2 separate regions of the Sus scrofa genome follow, and region 1 is linked to region 2. A link is a contact called in public Hi-C data. All regions are on one chromosome and are shown on one strand. Each heading gives the region's core, a stretch centred on a gene start, on an enhancer-like site or on the middle of the called end of the contact. The rest is flanking DNA. Distances are from core to core; before and after follow the strand shown.

Evidence for each region. A called contact is a pair of places that touch in the nucleus more often than the background predicts.
Region 1: a contact with region 2 is called in a Hi-C map of fetal skeletal muscle, with 1.7 times the contacts expected there. The contact joins two enhancer-like sites. A contact is called at or near these places in 1 of 5 promoter capture datasets (liver), 14 of 47 Hi-C or Micro-C datasets (brain, embryonic fibroblasts, epiblast stem cells and 7 more) and 1 of 2 datasets of contacts at active chromatin or transcription factors (skeletal muscle).

What each region holds. Positions count from the first base shown.
Region 1 is chr2:39,155,670-39,160,824 of Sscrofa11.1, reverse strand. All of the region lies in intron 1 of LOC110259291 (a long non-coding RNA gene), which reads left to right. Among named protein-coding and RNA genes, the nearest start is that of DBX1, 71 kb to the left of the region's middle. Within about 2 kb of position 3,169, at least 1 of the 83 cell types and tissues checked has an H3K27ac peak or open chromatin away from gene starts, as enhancers often do. A contact at or near this core is called in fetal skeletal muscle, where this site is marked.
Region 2 is chr2:39,059,814-39,065,409 of Sscrofa11.1, reverse strand. All of the region lies in intron 3 of LOC110259291 (a long non-coding RNA gene), which reads left to right. Among named protein-coding and RNA genes, the nearest start is that of HTATIP2, 10 kb to the right of the region's middle. Within about 2 kb of position 3,484, at least 1 of the 83 cell types and tissues checked has an H3K27ac peak or open chromatin away from gene starts, as enhancers often do. A contact at or near this core is called in fetal skeletal muscle, where this site is marked.

The DNA of each region.
Region 1 (5,155 bases), core at 1,920-4,419, 96 kb before region 2:
TGAATGTGTTTCTGTTTCATAGATAAGTTCATTTGTGTCTAGATCCCACATATAAGTGATATCATATGGTATTTGTCTTTCTCTGTCCCACTTAGTTCCCCCAGTATGACAATCTATAGGACCAACCATGTTGCTTCAAATGGCATTATTTCAACCTTTTTTATGGCTAAATAATATTTCATGGTGTATATATGTGTGTGTGTATGTGCGTGTCTACATATAGTGTGTGTGCATGCATATATTTGTATGTATATTTATATATATACACACACCACATCTTCTTTATTCATCTGTTGATGGACATTTAGGTTGTTGCCATTTCTTGGCTATTGTAAATACTGCTGCTATGAACAGTATAGCAGTGCTATGGGAGTGCCTATGTCTTTTCAAATTAGAGTTTTGTCTGGGTAAGTGCCCAGGAGTGGGACTGCTGGATCATATAGCAACTCTTTTTATTTTTTTGAGGAACCTCCATACTGTTCTCCATAGTGGGTACACCAGTTTGCATTCCCCCCAACAGTGTAGGAGCATTGCAAAGACTCATTTTTTCTGGTTAGCCCACTTCTGGACCCGGGCTGCTCATAAAGTGGCTGGTAGTTGTATGTCATGGTTGGGCCTGTGGGAAGTTCCTGGGCTAGGGGTTGAACCTGAGCCACAGCAGTGACAATGCCAAATCCTTAACCACTAGGCCACTAGGGAACTCCTTCAATGGCACCTCTTGTTGCTATTCCAATTTAGCAAGAAGTGACGGTCTTAAAATTTAGAAACATGTCACTCATAAATATACTTTCAGTATTTGCTAGCCCAAGAACACAAATCTCTACATTTTATGCTTCCCTGAAATATAGTCTGCTGAGCTTATATGTTCTTCCTTTTCTAGGCGGCCCCTCACAGATGAACCTTTTACAACACCTTTATCATCAGATGGTTCCTGGAATCCACAACTCCAGTGGTTTCCCACTTGGCATAGAAATCAGCCAAATTCCTCCAGGTCCCACAGTGTCAGCCCCATCTCTCTTTCCAGCCCACCCTGCTTCTGTGTCTGTAGACTGCGCTGCTGGTCAACCCGAAGTCATCTCTGATTTGAACACACACTCCATGCGTTCCCATCTCTGTTCCTGCCTTCCCATCTGCAGATGGCCAAGTCCTCCCCTTCTTCCTGGCAGTTTAAATAGCAGCCCTTTTTTATGGAGGGGTTTCTTCCACCTCTCCACTCTCAGTACTTTCTGCTTTGTGCTCGAGGGAGCTATGACTCTTTCTCTGGTGTCCCATTTATCTTTGTATTCCCACAATATCTGCACATGATAGGCCCCTTTAAACATTTGCTAGGCAACATAAGTGAATGGAATTTAATCTCAAAGATCTTGAGGGAGTACCTCATGGGAAGACATATTTTTCCCAAATTAAAAGTTGTCTTTTCTTTAGAAGTGGTTATTTGCAGCCATTCTATTGTCTTAGTTCCCCAGCTAACCCCTTCCTGAAGTCTGTGCCGTTCTTGCTAAGTTCTTGCTTTTCTCTATATTAAATTTACAGTTTATATTAAGCTGGCTTGTTACATTTTTTTTTCTGTTCCCACTGTTCTCATTCCCTTTACAATGTATGCAATTACATGAGCTGCCTTTGAAAGCAAGATTAGATTTTAAATCTTGTGATTAACCTTTCACATTAGGAGATTGCCGGCTCCAAGTTTCTTGGGCAGTTCCCTTGTTTTGCTTTGGACTAATTTCTCTATTTCATCTCTTTTGTTTTGTGTTACTTTGTAACTCGATTCTTGGCTATGTAGGCCCAGCTTGGGAGAATTTCTTGCCTTGCTACATTTTATAAAATGACTTTTCTGCAAAAAAAAAAATCAAACAAATCTATAAATGTTGGAAAACACCCTACATAAATCTGTCTGGTAAGAATATCCAGGTGGCTGCCAGATTTGCAAAGTTCTTGTTATTTGGATATTTTGAACACAAAATCTTAGAAGGTGACGTTTTGAAAATTTACTGAAAACACAAATTATGTGTATTTACACAAGGAAAATTGTCCTAAATAAAAGATCAAATTGGAAATCTTTTCAAACTCATAAAATGCTGAGTTTTTGGTCTACATTGGTTGAATTCTTATTTTTATCATTTTTTTTAAATTAAGAAAAGAGAAACCCTGTTTGAGCCTAGAAGAACACTTTAACTTTTATAGTGCAGGAGAAATGCATTTTGCCAATGACCCAACAAAAATGGTAAAGATGTATATTTAAAAAAAATACACACAATACATTCCTTCAGGAATTAACTAATGCCTGGCCTTACAAGTAAACAAGATAGTTGCTATTTTAAAATCTTTTTCTTATGATCATTGCAGTAACTTCCAAGAATCCTTGAGTTCCTGGCAGTTTGAATCAAATGAACATGAATAAACAAGGAGTATTTTGACTCAGGAATGAGATTCATTTATAGCAATTGGTTATAGGAACATCGTAGGCATGAAATTCATTCCAGCCCGATCTGAAAACCCTGATAAGGTTCAAATGGATGTTTAATGTGTTATTAGTTAATGATATTTCATCTGAGGACCTTATCAAGTTGCACACAGCAAAGCTCTTGTCATTATTTTTTCACTCTCCCAAAGTGACGCTTTAATGAAATGTGTCAGCACACCAGTGTTAGGATACGTTTCATTAATGCCCAGCACTTTTGTTCTATGCTTTACATTTGGAAACAGATTTAAGTATTAAGTGCCTCTAATGTCGGCAGCCAGGGAATCCTTTCCGAATTTGTAACAGTGACCAGAACAGACCGCATTACACTCTCCAAATGGTGCGGTTTTGCATTTGAATGTCTGAATTATCCCGGTTTCTTAGAGACGACCACAACGCCAACATCTTAAATCCTCAAAATACTGTCCGCTTCATTGAATGCTCGTGATCTAAGCATATGTGTAATTATTCTGTAATTCTCCCCAAAATGTGATTCCTTGGAAATGCATACTGGGTTTCTCCTATGGTAAAGCCAATGACTATTTCTTTGTAGCCCCTTCTTTAAATACGGTAACAAGCAAGTCTGTGTGTCTGGGTGAACCGCCTGGATAATGATGATTTCTTCCCAAGCTCTCCTTGGGACACACATCAGGGCAAATACTGCCCTGCATTTGTGTAAGCGGAGAGCCCCTGATCACAGAAAGACCATTTAGGATGGTCTACAAATTACAACGAGAGAAGCGGGCCCAGCGTCACTCAGAACAGTCTTAGAAATAGTCTCAGATAGTAAGTTAGATTTTGCAAACGTTCCTGGAGCCAGCTGTGGTAATCCATGGCTGCATATAGATTTTAGAGAAGAAAAGAATCCCATGCTCCTTAAAACAGCTTTGGATGTGGTCAACCGTGGAAAATTAAAACATACACTTTAAAAACTGACAGCTGGAAAGAAGGGGGGTGGGATGAAATAGAGGGGACGTTTAGGGTATATTTTAACTACAGTTCTTGTTTTAAAGTTTTGTCCTTTCTTTGGGAAAACCCATCAGTGGCACCTTTCCCTGGGAACTACCTTAATGAACAGTTATTTCCAACTGTAAGTGAGATCCCGAGAGTGGAAGTTCTTTGCACATTGTTAATGCCCCTCGTTCATTTGTGGCTGGGCTTTTGTTATTACAACCCCTCATTAACTCTGGTGTGAGTCATTTAATTTGGCCTTTTGGTTTAGCAGAGTGCAGTGGGTTTCTGGGTGTTTACTGGTAAATACAAACCACTGTGGAGTGGTAGGGTGGTAGGGTGGAAAGTCAACTCACAGGGTCCTAGTTGCCCTGTGGATAATTTGATAATCACTCTGCAGCAGGTGTTTGCATTGAGTAATTCCTCCTCTTGGCATAATTTTGCAAACTGCTCGGCTTTTACAGCCCCTGTGGCTCCCACAGCACCATTTCTAATGGTAGCTTTCAAAATGATTTCAGCAGCACGTGGGCTGGGACGTTAGCTTCCTACTGGCCCATCTCATTTACTTGTTCATTATAAAGTCTAGAAATTTAGAATCTGGGAGTTCTCGTCGTGGCGCAGTGGAAATGAATCCAACTAGGAACCATGAGGTTGCGGGTCCGATCCCTGGCCTTGCTCAGTGGGTTAAGGATCCGGCATTACCGTGAGCTGTGGTGTAGGTCGCAGATGCGGCTCGGATCTGGCATTGCTGTGGTGCTGGCATAGACTGCTACAGCTACAGCTCAGATTCAGCCCCTAGCCTGGGAACCTCCATATGCCGTGGATGTGGTCCTAAAAAGACAAAAAAAAAAAAAAAAGGAAATTTAGAATCTAGGAGAAAGTATCAGGACAGAGTAGGAAAGTTTGTCTTGTTGACCATTTAAAAAAATTTTTAAATTTGAATTAAGGGAAAGTGGTTTTAATCTTTTCAAAAAAACGCAAGCAACAATGAGGAAGTAAGAATGTTGACCACTTTTGTATTTTAGAGGTGAGGACAGTAGCTGGGTGGGGAGTGGGAGTGAGGACATAGAGAACAGCCCTCCTAGCAGAAGACTGTCCTCTTATCACTTGCCAGGTGCTCATCAGTGATGCCACAGCTGTATTTCTATTAGCTTTATTTATTTGTTTATTTATTTAATATAACGGCTGCACCTGTGGCATTTGGAGGTTCCCAGGCTAGGGATTGAATTGGAGTCTCAGCTGCTGGCCTACACCACAGTCACAGCTATAGTCACACGAGATCCAAGCCATATCTGTGACCTACAATGCCGGATCCTTAACCCACAGAGCGAGGCCAGGGATCATGGATACTAGCTGTGTTTGTTTCCATGGAGCCGCAAAGGGAACTCCTCCATTAGCTTTTTAAAAAGACCAATTTTATGTTGCAAAAAGTAAGTTTTAGAAATTTAAGAGACATAATTTTAGAACTCAGAGCCTACTGTGTGGCTTAGAGATTTGGATATCTTCACAAGGAAAGAAAGATGTGTATAAAATCAGCAAAAGGTATCTGAAGTCTTTGTGTCTGTTTGTTTTTTAAAGCACTGTACTGTTATTTATTTGGACATGATTTATTTGCCAATCTTAAGAGAAAACAAACTTAAATCTTCTGAGCAATCAAAATGTATGTCCCTAAGTCTGCTCACTAATTTAATGATCAAGAGAGCCCCTCAGTACTCACTCAGAGCCTATTTACTCTTATGTTAC
Region 2 (5,596 bases), core at 2,235-4,734:
TAAATCCCCATAATCATTATAGGCTGTGACTGGGAACGCTGGAGTAGACTCTGTCCTTTCAACCTTTCTCTTTGAGGGCTCTCCAGTGGTTCCCAGTCTTTAGGGTGTCTAAGTTACCTGGGTTACCATTCAAACATAAGATTCCTGGACACTCTTTCCTGACTCTATACCCCAAGACTCTGGTTCAGTAGGAGACTCTGATAAAGGTAGTCTCAGGACCACACTGGAAGCCAGCCTGGGGATAAAGCCATTACACAAAGAAGGAAAAATTAGAGTAATTCAGAGAAAAAAAAAAGGAGTGCTCCAATCAAGCTTACCTAAAGCTTGATGTACCTATGGTTTTAAGAAAGAGAGTGCATTCCTTGTAGTAGGTATGCCAAATTACAATTGAAAGCACCCTAACTGGTATAAAAATACTTGTGTCTCACACATCACATCATATGATTTGATAATCACTACCACTCCATGAGGAAGCTTTTAGTTTTATTCCTATTTTATGAAGAATGATACCAACTTAAAAAGCTGGAATCTCTGCTTAAATCAAACATTGCAAGAAATTTCTGCTGTTGTGCAAGCCACAGACAGCTGCAGCACAGGTTCTGTCCCTTGCCCAGGAATTTCTACATGCTATGGTCACAGCCAAAAAAAACCAAAAAACAACAAAAAAAAACCCAAACATTATATAGAGCCACATGCACGGAGAACATAGGTCTTATTGAGGCATAGTGACCCTCTGTTAAGGAAAATTAAAACTTGTACTATTTTTATGGATTCATGTTTCACTACCTTCTTGAGGTCTTCTCTGAAAACTGGGGCCACACTGATATTCATTGTGTGGCTACCAATTATAAACAGATTCACTGCTATACAAATATACAATGTGATGATTCTTTTTTTTTTTTTTTCTTTTAAGGGCACAGCCACAGCATATGGAAGTTCCCAGGCTAGGGGTCAAATCAGAGCTACAGCTGCCCGGCCTATGCCACAGCCATGGCAACGCCGGATCTTAGCCGCATCTGCCACCTACACCATAGTTCACAGCAACTTTGGATCCTTAACCCCTTGAACAAGGCCAGGGATGGAACCTGTATCCTCATGGATCCTGGTTGGGTTTGTAAACCGCTGACCCATGAAGGGAACTCCCTATAATGTGATGGTTCTTAAAAAGTTTAATGTTTCACTATTTCTCTTTTCTCCAACTCAACTCTGAGCTCCTCAAAACAAAGTTCACACTTGGAATCCCTCACATTCCCCTAAAGGATGCCCAAGCAGTAATTGCTAATTACTGTCTGACTGAATTAAAACGAAAGGACAGGTAACATAAGGCAGCATTAACTGTGATGTATTCATATATGTGACTGAATTCTAGTTGTTTCTGACACAGTTTGTCCTCAGTAAATTCCTGATGAGTAAATGAATGAATATCGGTTGTACCTTTCTGTTACAACACAACTCCACATCCATGGCATTGGAGGATGGGCTTTTTAGTAAAACACTGAAAAATAAACACAGGTTAATATAGGGTCTGTCTTGCCTTCAAAGAATAATGCTTTGAAATGGATAGCAACTTGTAGAGTTTTACTGCTCTTAACATCAGTGCTAGTAGTCATGATTATAACCATCAGATGTTTATCACCCAACTTTCACGTAATTTAACATCAGTATTTCTGCCGAGTTGTACAGTACAGAGTAAGAGCTACAATACAGTCATTGAAAGTTCCAGCATACTCAGACCACAGACTGGGGCTTATATAGCAAAAAGATTTGCTTTGTGAATGTCCAAGTATGCAATATGTGATGCAAAAGTACTTTATGTATTAAATATACCATGTTGAAGATTTGTGTGGCCAGAACAGAAAATCAATTTCAAAGCTTAAATTTAGAGAAAAAGTATTGCTTTTCATAACCCCAAAGTCCTGAGATGGTTAAGGTGCCATTCTTTACAGCCCCAAGAGAGCTGCCAGCAGTTCCCTGTGCTACAGACTTTCTCTTTCGCATCCTGGGGGGAAAAAGATGCTTACCCTAGCCTTCAAATAAGAGTTCTAAGTTTTCCTATGACTAGACAGCTCCTGAGTAATGACAGAGATCAAGATTATCCAAACTGGCCTAGAGTGATCTGAGCCAATCCTAGGACCAAAGAATGAAGTCAGTACCACACAAAGAACATAGATGCTGGACAGAGAGTGAAATTTTCCCAAAGAAAAGTTAAGAGTGAAAAAAAAGGAGTTCCCTCTTTGGTGCAACAGGATCAGCAGTATTTTTACAGCACCAGTTCGCAGGTTCGATCCCTGGCTTGGCACCATAGGTTAAAGGATCTGGCATTGCCACAACTGTGGTGTAGGTTGTAATTGTGGCTCAGATCTGAATCCTGGCTGGGGAACTCTGTATGCTGTGGGGTGGCAAAAAAAAAAAAAAAAAAAAGAAAAGAAAAGAAAAAGAAAAAAAAAAGAATGGGGGAAAAAATGAAATAAATGCTAAATGAACAAAAATCTCTACTCCTTTGTATAATGGCACAGCTCTATATTCTGATGGATATTAGTGTATCATAGATCAGGTAGGCATCTGTGTATTTTATCTATTTCACAGTTTTAAGATATTTAAGTGGTGGTACTTACTCATGATATTTCCTTCCTTTTTGTTGCCACCTCTCAAATTTCTGAGATTACTCCCATGATGAGAGTCTTAGTTTGTATATAGAGAAGACCTTAGAAAACTGCAAAGCCCTATGCAAATAGCAGATACTGTCCTTGCTACTTCCCTCGTCGGAATGGTCCTTTGACTTTGGGGTTGCTGGCCAGCCTGTTAGGATCGTGTGATGCTCTGGGTGGTTAAGTTCCTTGGTAACTAGATTTATTCATAAAGGATAAGCCTTATAAGTCCCAAGGAAAAACTCCTCAGCCCAGCTCTTATTAGACAATCTAGCCTCAGGCTTTTCTGAAACAGGTGGCTGGCTTGCTGGCTTTTGGTATAATAGTACCAGTCATTTTTGTAACAGCTTAATTTGTATGGTGATCTACAGTTCACAAACTGCTTGAAAAGAGTCTAAGAGCCATGGATGGATGTTGGAATTTTGTAGATTTTGGATATAGGGGTCAGATCCCTAAGGGAGTAGTATGTTTAGTGTAGACTGAAAACAATCATAACCAAAATTCCTAAATCCTAAGACTTGACCCCAAATCCTTCTTTCTTTCTAAACTTAAATATCATAAGGGTTAAGGTAAACATCTGCAGCTTTATAATTATGGCATGTTTTTACATACCTTAGCCCATTTGATTCTCACAATCTCCTTTGATATAGGTAAGGATTAGTAGCTTTAATTTCCAGGTGAGGAAACTGAATCCCAGCAAGGCAAAAGGACTTGCTAGAAGGTCAAATAGGAAGTGTCAAGTCCTGGTCTTTTGATTTCAAGTTCAATGCTCTTTCTACAACAGCATGACAAATACATTTGGAAATTTATGGGGACCACAACAAAAATATCAGGTTCACTGTGGACTCTAGGAAGGGACTTAGATGTCTGTGTTCCTAAGCGCTTAGAATCAATTAGTAAGATAGGGATAGGATCTTCACCCTTGGGCAGTTTTACAAGTCAGGAATCTCCAGCTTAATCCCAACAGAGCCTACAAGAAAAGCTAAATGACTTAAAGGCTGCTCCAACTCTTAAATTCTGGAATTCTGGAATCCACACAGGGCATATCATCATTCCAAGAGCTTTGTTTACATTGTCAAGAATAACTTACCCATTTTAAAGCATCTGTTTCTGACAATTACCATGTTTCACTCACAATTAGGTACACTTTTGAACCATGACCACAGAAGGAACTAATGTTCTTAAGCAGTCCATCTTATCCTGGAAAAAGAGAGTAATACCAACCCAGTGAATTCATGTTGGCTCTGTAGAAAGTGTGAGATCCCCTCCAAGCAATTTCAGGGGAAAAGGCCATCCAGTTTTAAATTGAGGAATCTGGTTTGTAGATGAAGTCATTTATCTTGTGACCACTAACCATGCCTCTCTTTCAATTAGAGTAGGTTTGATGTAAACCACTGGTTTTCTTACACAGAACACATTTTTTGTTTTTTTTGTTTTATAAACCCGTATACATATATAGTCTTTCCAACTCAGATAGTTAGAGCATGCATTCATTACAAAAGCACAGCACATTTAAGATAATAATTTTGATGTTCATTTTTTTGTAGCGTATTAGAAAATGGAATGATAATTTTGTAATAAGCAGAGCTAATTAAAGCACATGGTTTTGAAGTTACTGGAAAGATGGTAAATTATCTCCCATGTAATATGGATACAGCGGAGTTATTTTTTGTTGTGTTGGTGTAACAAAACTATTGCCAAAATTACATCATCTTTGAATAAATACTTTCATTTTGGATGTTTTTTCTTAATAGGCATATGTAATTATTTTAACACAAGCCCATGTATTTTAAAATGTAATTACTGTGTTTTTCATTTAATTTTATTCATTTACACATAGCTAGATTTGTACCAAAAAGAATATGAAGCAGAATGCTTTTAATTAAATAGGTTTTTCAAATGCAGGTACATAGAGTATTTCAAATCAACAAAAGAAACTGGAGTTCCTGTTGTGGCTCAGTGGTTAGCGAATCTGACTAGGAACCATGAGGTTGCAGGTTAGATCCCTGGCTTTGCTCAGTGGGTTAAGGATCTGGTGTTGCCGTGAGCTGTGGTGTAGGTTGCAGATGGGGCTTGGATCTGGCATTGCTGTGGCTCTGGCATAGGCTGGCAGCCATAACTCTGATTGGACCCCTAGCCTGGGAACCTCCATATGCCACAGATGCGGCCCTAAAAAAGACAAAAAGACAAAAGAAAGAAAGAAAGAAACTTAAATATTATCATCTAAACTTCATTCTCTTTGTTTATATACAATTTAGGAGTATCCTTAAGTCTTTCAACTTTTCAGTTCCCAAATGAGTTCTTGATTCAGAATGAATTTGTCCAACCAGCAGTGATGGCAAAAATCTTTCTGAACTGCTATTAAAATGTAGATTCAGGAGTTCCCGTCATGGCTCCGTGGTTAACAAACCTGACTAGTATCCATGAGGATGCACATTCGAGCCCTGGCCTTGCTCAGTGGGTTAAGGATCCAGCATTGCCATGAGCTATGATGCAGGTCACAGACATGGCTCAGATCCCATTTGCTGTGGCTGTAGTGTAGGCTGGAAGCTACAGTTCCTATTTGACCCCTATCCTGGGAATTTCCATAAGCTGCAGATGCAGCCCTAAAAAGACAAAAAAAAAAAAAAAAAGGTAGATTGACATGCAGTAATCTCTAGTAGACCAGGGAGCTTCCATGACTCTATGACTTGGTGCTTTTTTCTTTAAACTCTTTCCAGCCAAAGTTTATTTGTTGAGTAATTTATTCATAGCATAGGGATTTATCATAATTGACATTACGGCAGAATGACTGTTGGATGCTCAGGTGAATTCTTCTTATCAATTTCGTCTTATTGACTGGAAAAATAAAGACTACCATCATTATCATGATGGTAATTATTGAATCAGGTATCGGAATATTTTCCTTTTTTCTATATTCTATTGATTTATTTAAAATAAATAGATTT